2 separate regions of the Oryctolagus cuniculus genome follow, and region 2 is linked to region 1. Evidence: chromatin contacts called from public Hi-C data. All regions are on one chromosome and are shown on one strand. The core of a region is the stretch at or near the end of the contact, and the rest is flanking DNA. Distances in the headings are between cores, read along the strand shown. Region 1 has its middle 290 kb from the start of THBS1. Region 2 holds the start of THBS1 (thrombospondin 1).

Region 1 (2,697 bases), core at 118-2,617:
CGACTTTAGAATATACGAGATGCTTTAGTAATCACAACCTCAGGCCCTTCTAATCTATGTGTTGTGACCATTGATGAAACTCTGAAGACCTCAGTGACTCATGTCCTAAGCTATTGGGCAATACCTTTATTTTGGGACTTTGGCTATTTGTAGATTCCCCTTTTTTGGTATAAATGAGCAGCACTGTTTATTTCCATTTTGCAATAAAAAGCTACTGGCTGTTTAGCCAGAAAGCAAATATTTTCACTCTGAATTGCTTTCTGGACATTTTTCCAACAGTGTTTGATTTGAAGCTGTGAAACGCATTACTCCTTCCCTCCACTGATTCCCCCTACCCCCACCGTTTCCTTTTAGGTGGATCAAAACCAATGCTGCAAAAAATAAAGCCAGTATTCTTTGATTGCTTCTTTACCATATGAAAGCCTTAGAGAGGCTGAAATAAATGCCTGTTTGGTCCCAGAATGCTGCCATCAAGGAAAGTCTGCCAACCAGCCAGGTGTTCCAGAATGTCTTGCCTTAGGGCCAGCCTGCCCAGGGACTGGCACTGAAATATGTCTGGGCTTTGGTATTTTCTGTGCAACTTAAAATGCTGTCTTCGGACACATTTGTTGAGATGCATAAGAAATATTGTACAATCTGTACAGTGATGAAATTTTGTGTGTCTTAGACATGTTCTCCAGTCACAGAATATTCCTTTTGCAGCCCTTTGGATCCTTGATGTTGTTATTAAATTTAATTTTCTATTTTCCCATCTGAGTGCACTCACTACTTTCCATTTATTTCACCGAAATTTTCCAGCTTGTTTGTTTCTTTATCCATTGAAAATCTGACTTCCAAACTTGTGCCCTTTACATAATATCATGCCCACTCACAGGCACATCCCCCAGCACACACATTAAAATGAAAATTTTAAGCCTTAAATTTAAGAGTCTGATTTCATTTCCAGCTGTAATTTACTATCAGTAACCTGGCTGTCCTTTATTTTAGTCATTTCCACCCCTGCCTGCTTAAGCTCAAGGCGCTCAATTCTCAATTGACTCATAGTCTAGGTATTTAGTGAGGAGATGTGTATCTTTCCTTTTCATTTTGATGACAGTGCTTAGATTTGCCCTATGAATCTTGACATGCTGATAATGGGCAGCCTTTGACAGACTTTTTTTTTCTTTTTTCTTTTTGTTTTTTAATGGTCAGCAAGGTAGCAAGGTCTAATGGGGGTAGAGTATCCATCAGCTCAGGAAAGAGCTGACGGCTGAGTGTATGGTGTGTATTCAGACTGAAGCTTATAAGGGAATGGGGTCCAGTTCTTCCCATTGTTTCTGTTGCCTCTCCTCCTCCTTCTCCAGGACAAAGGCTTTGCTGAATGTGAATTAGGTGAAATTCTCCAAGTTTTCACTCTTCAGTGCTGTCAGACTGGGTAATCCACCCGCGCTGGGCAGAGGAGCTTCCCATGGAGGGTGTCTTCCCCGGGAGAAGGCTGAGAAGGTTTTTTGACCAATGTTGTTGGGCTGGTGACCGCTCTGGTGCTGAGTGGAGAGGATTCTCTTGGGGGACTCCCCTTAGGGGTAGGCTGAGACCACCGGAAAAGTGACTGGGGTGTGGGCGGGACTTTCTAGGGTCAGTACTGGGCTTCTTCCACGATGTGCTTCCCAGACTGCTAAGCTCCTCGGCAAAGAAGCTTGCTGTCCTCAGGCCTCTCATCACACACCCGACTTTCTAATTTTCTACCTGATATCCCTCCCCTGACCGCACCCCAAGAGAAGTAATCCATAATCTTAAGGGAACATAACAGATGAAGGTCTCGATTTCTTCCAGCTGACAAATGGATGTAGAGCTGCTTATTGGTATTTTTTTTTAATTTGTCCTGTGATGTTTGGGGGTGGCCTTGGAAGGCTATCTTTCTCACTTTTTAATAACAAGTGACAGCAATTTAATAAGAAAATGAATGAAAGAAAAATACTAATTCCCAAGAGAATCAACATGAACAGGACACCAGCAAATCACAAATTTTTAGAACTAACTAAGGTATTGATATATCAGACTCCTAAAAAGTGAGTGCATGTTTTGCTTTTCAGAGGTGGTAAAATGTGCTGCCCTATTCATACGGAGGCTCAGCTCTAACCTTTACAATATTTTTCAAAGATTTATTTATTAAGATCGGAGTTGGCAAATTCAAAAGGCTTCCATAGCCTTGGCATCTCATGACAAGAGCTTAGGGAGATTACTGATGCCATAAACAGGACTGTCAATTTGTTAAGTGAACAACAGGAGTCACTGTGCACTTACTCCTCATGTGGGATCTCTGTCCTTAATGTGTTGTACAATGTGAATTAAGGCTATAACTAGTACTCAAACAGTATTTTTCACTTTATGTTTCTGTGTGGGTGCAAACTGTTGAAATCTTTACTGAATATATACTAAATTGATCTTCTGTATATAAAGAGAATTGAAAATGAATCTTGATGCGAATGGACTGGGAGAGGGAGCGGGAGAGGGAAGGGTTGTGGGTGCGAGGGAAGTTATGGGGGGGAAGCCATTGTAATCCATATTTTATTTATTAAATAAAAGTTAAAAATAAAATAAAAACAATAAAAGTAAAACAAAAAAAGATTTATTTATTTATTTGAAAGGGGGGGAGAGAGAGAGAGAGTGGGAGAAAGTCTGGCCAAACCAAAACCAGGATCTGGGAACACCATCCTG
Region 2 (2,697 bases), core at 76-2,575, 290 kb before region 1:
GCTGAAGACCTGGCCAGAGTGGTCTTTCCGCTCCAAAGCCAGCAGCGTGCCCCGGGTCTTCTTCATCTGCCTCAGGGAGGCCAGGAAGAGGAAACCTTTCTCTGCGCGCACAGCATCCACTAGGTCCTGGAACTTGTCGTCAGGCACCGGGGGGATCAGGTTGGCATCTTCGATGCGGTAAGCAGGGCTGGAAGGGTCAGGACCCTTCACGAGCCGGCGCCCAGAGCCCTTGCGGGCAGCCCCGGTGAGTTCAAAGATGTCAAACACGCTGTTGTCTCCCCCAGATTCTGCCGGACAGGAAAGGACAACAGTGAGTTTTCTAGGCTAGGGCTGGGGCTGGGGCTGGGGCTGGGGCTGGGGCTGGGGCTGGGGCTGGGGCTGGGGCTGGGGGAGGGAGCTGAGCCCTGGCAGCCGGCCCACAGGCACGGGCAGCCACTGAAAGAGCTGACTGGACACCGCGATCAGAGCAAGGCTGCATCTTGATACTCAGCTGGGGCTCAGGGGAGAGACGGCTGGGAGGGAGAGCCAGTGCCTTCTCCTTCCACCTGCCCTGAGGTGTCGCACAGACTCACCTGGAATGTGGTTGCTGCCACACACCTGCAGCAGGAACAGGACACTGAGTCCCCAGGCCAGCCCCATGGTGGAGCTGTCTGTGCCCAGCAGGGAGCCTGCAGCAAGAAGCGCAAGAGCACAGGGTCAGAGACAGCGAAGACTGGGGGCTAGTAGGGGGCCAGAGCCCCGCAGCCCTCCTGGGCCTCACATTCGCTGGAGACACCGCGGGACTGGTTTTCCAGAGGGCATCATGCAAAAAATGAGAGTTGGAGGGAGGTGAAGCCAGGGGCACCCGGACCACCAGCGGGGGTGGGGGGTTGTTTCTTGGGAAGTTGAGAGTGAACAGCAGGGCCAGGAGATGCAGCTAGGGGGAGGAGGGAGGGCATGACGAAGTAGCCTCCTCCCTAGAGGACAGTTAGCAAGGTTTAGGTAGGACTTGGAGGAATCCTGGGGCGCTCTGATGAGTTAGTTTGTGAATTCCTAGCTGAAGAGTCCCGCCGGCGGCTGGGAGGGACAGAATGGGGGCAACGAAAGAGAGGAGAACCTGGGAGCTCGAGATGGATGGCCAGGGCGGTGCGGGCTCCTGGCGACCGCCCGGGGCGCTTACCTGTGTAGACGTGGGCTCAGCGGCCGGGAGCGGCGGCGAAGACGCAGGAGAGGCGCCGGGGTAACCGGTTAGCCCGGGGGACCGCGGTCGGACTCGCAGGCTGAGCAGGAGGATCGCTCGCTCGCTGGAAACCCGAAGTGGCCGGCTGGCTCGGGTGCAGTGGCTGGCGAGGCGAAGCGGCGCGCTTTTAAAGGGGGCGCTCGCATTCCTGGGGATTCCTCTGGCCAATGGGCGGCGACCGGGCAGGAAGCGGGAGGGGGGCCAGTCTGGGTCGCGCTCCCCGCCCCCAGCCGCCCGGCGCGCAGCTTTCCAGCTAGGAAGCTGAGGGGGGAGCGGCTGCCGGCGCAGGAGCGTCGCAACTTCTCAGAAATAACAGGCGCCCGCCCAGGCAGCCTTGGCGCGCGCAGCCTCGGAGCTCGGGCTCCTGGGCCACGCGGCCCGAGGCGTTTGGCGCGAGCGTCCCGGGCAGCGATGGGGCTTAGCGACCACCGCAGACCCATGGGAGGGCTCTCGGGCAAGCTCGTACCCTTGAATACCCCGCCCAGGGCTGTGGCTCAGAGGTGGACGCTTTGAGACGGCTTTGCAAAAATGGTGGGCCTGATGGGGACACAGGGGACCCCTCGGGAGAACCAGCTGTCCGGGAGAAGTGGCCCCTGGGGTGCAGGCCGACCCCAGCCCATCATCCTGCCGGGGTGGGGCGGCAGGCGTCCCCCGTGCCGACGCACCTGGACTGGCGCGCACGCCTGCCCCGCGCCTGACCTCTCCAGGCTGAGCGTGCGGAGTCGCGCCGGGCCTGCAGGGCGCTGTGCGCAGCTCGCACTTGCCGAGTCCCCGCGACGGTCGCTTCGGCGGTGGCTGCCGCGCTCCCACGGCTTGCCGCTTGGGGGCGGTATGCGTATTGCTATCGAGGGGACCCACGCCGAGTGCTGCTTGCCAGTAGGGGAGTTTTAAGCGAATGGACTCCTGTCCGGCTCCCTCAAGCCAAAACTAAAGTTTGTGTCTTGAAAAACAGTCTTCGTGCCCACTCGTGCTTCTTAACGTGACTCCTGGTTGGAGAGTTTGCAGAGCCATCTGGCTCCAGGGTCTTAAACTATTTACAGAACAGACCCGGAGAGTAATAAATTACTCGCTGCCTATTATTTTATTTCCCTTTTTCCTCCCTAAGCGTTCCTTTCATTTTTCGGCTCCTGAAACCAAGGCGTGGGTTACATTTCTGTGGGTACGCACATTGCCATGGGCCCTGCAGCCTGATGCTTCTGTCATTGACGTCTGGTCTCCAAGCCACTGTCCCAAGCCAGCATGACTGCAGCGGCCTGGAATTCCATTCATCTGCCTGGGATGGGACGTCAGCAGCCACTGCTGCCCCTGCCGTGGTCCCGCGTTATCAGGCTGGCCCAAGGACCAGGGCACAGGTAGAAGCTTCACCAAATAAGGGTCTCGTGCCACACGCAGAGGGGACCTTCCCTCCCCCCACCTCCTTTCTTAGCAGTGACACCTGGCAGGACTCCCACTGCTGGAAACACGCACGGGTTCCGCGC

Evidence for each region. A called contact is a pair of places that touch in the nucleus more often than the background predicts.
Region 2: a contact with region 1 is called in a Hi-C map of skin fibroblasts, with 7 times the contacts expected there. The contact joins the promoter of THBS1 here to the enhancer-like site in region 1. A contact is called at or near these places in 4 of 6 Hi-C or Micro-C datasets (embryonic fibroblasts, liver, skin fibroblasts and 1 more).

The regions. Positions count from the first base shown.
Region 1 is chr12:62,354,746-62,357,442 of mOryCun1.1, reverse strand. No RefSeq gene overlaps it. Among named protein-coding and RNA genes, the nearest start is that of THBS1, 290 kb to the left of the region's middle. Within about 2 kb of position 1,367, at least 1 of the 8 cell types and tissues checked has an H3K27ac peak or open chromatin away from gene starts, as enhancers often do.
Region 2 is chr12:62,644,766-62,647,462 of mOryCun1.1, reverse strand. THBS1 (thrombospondin 1) reads right to left here and starts at 1,325. Exons shown (of 22, transcript XM_002717799.5): 1 at 1,160-1,325; 2 at 573-668; 3 at 1-287. The coding sequence starts at 639.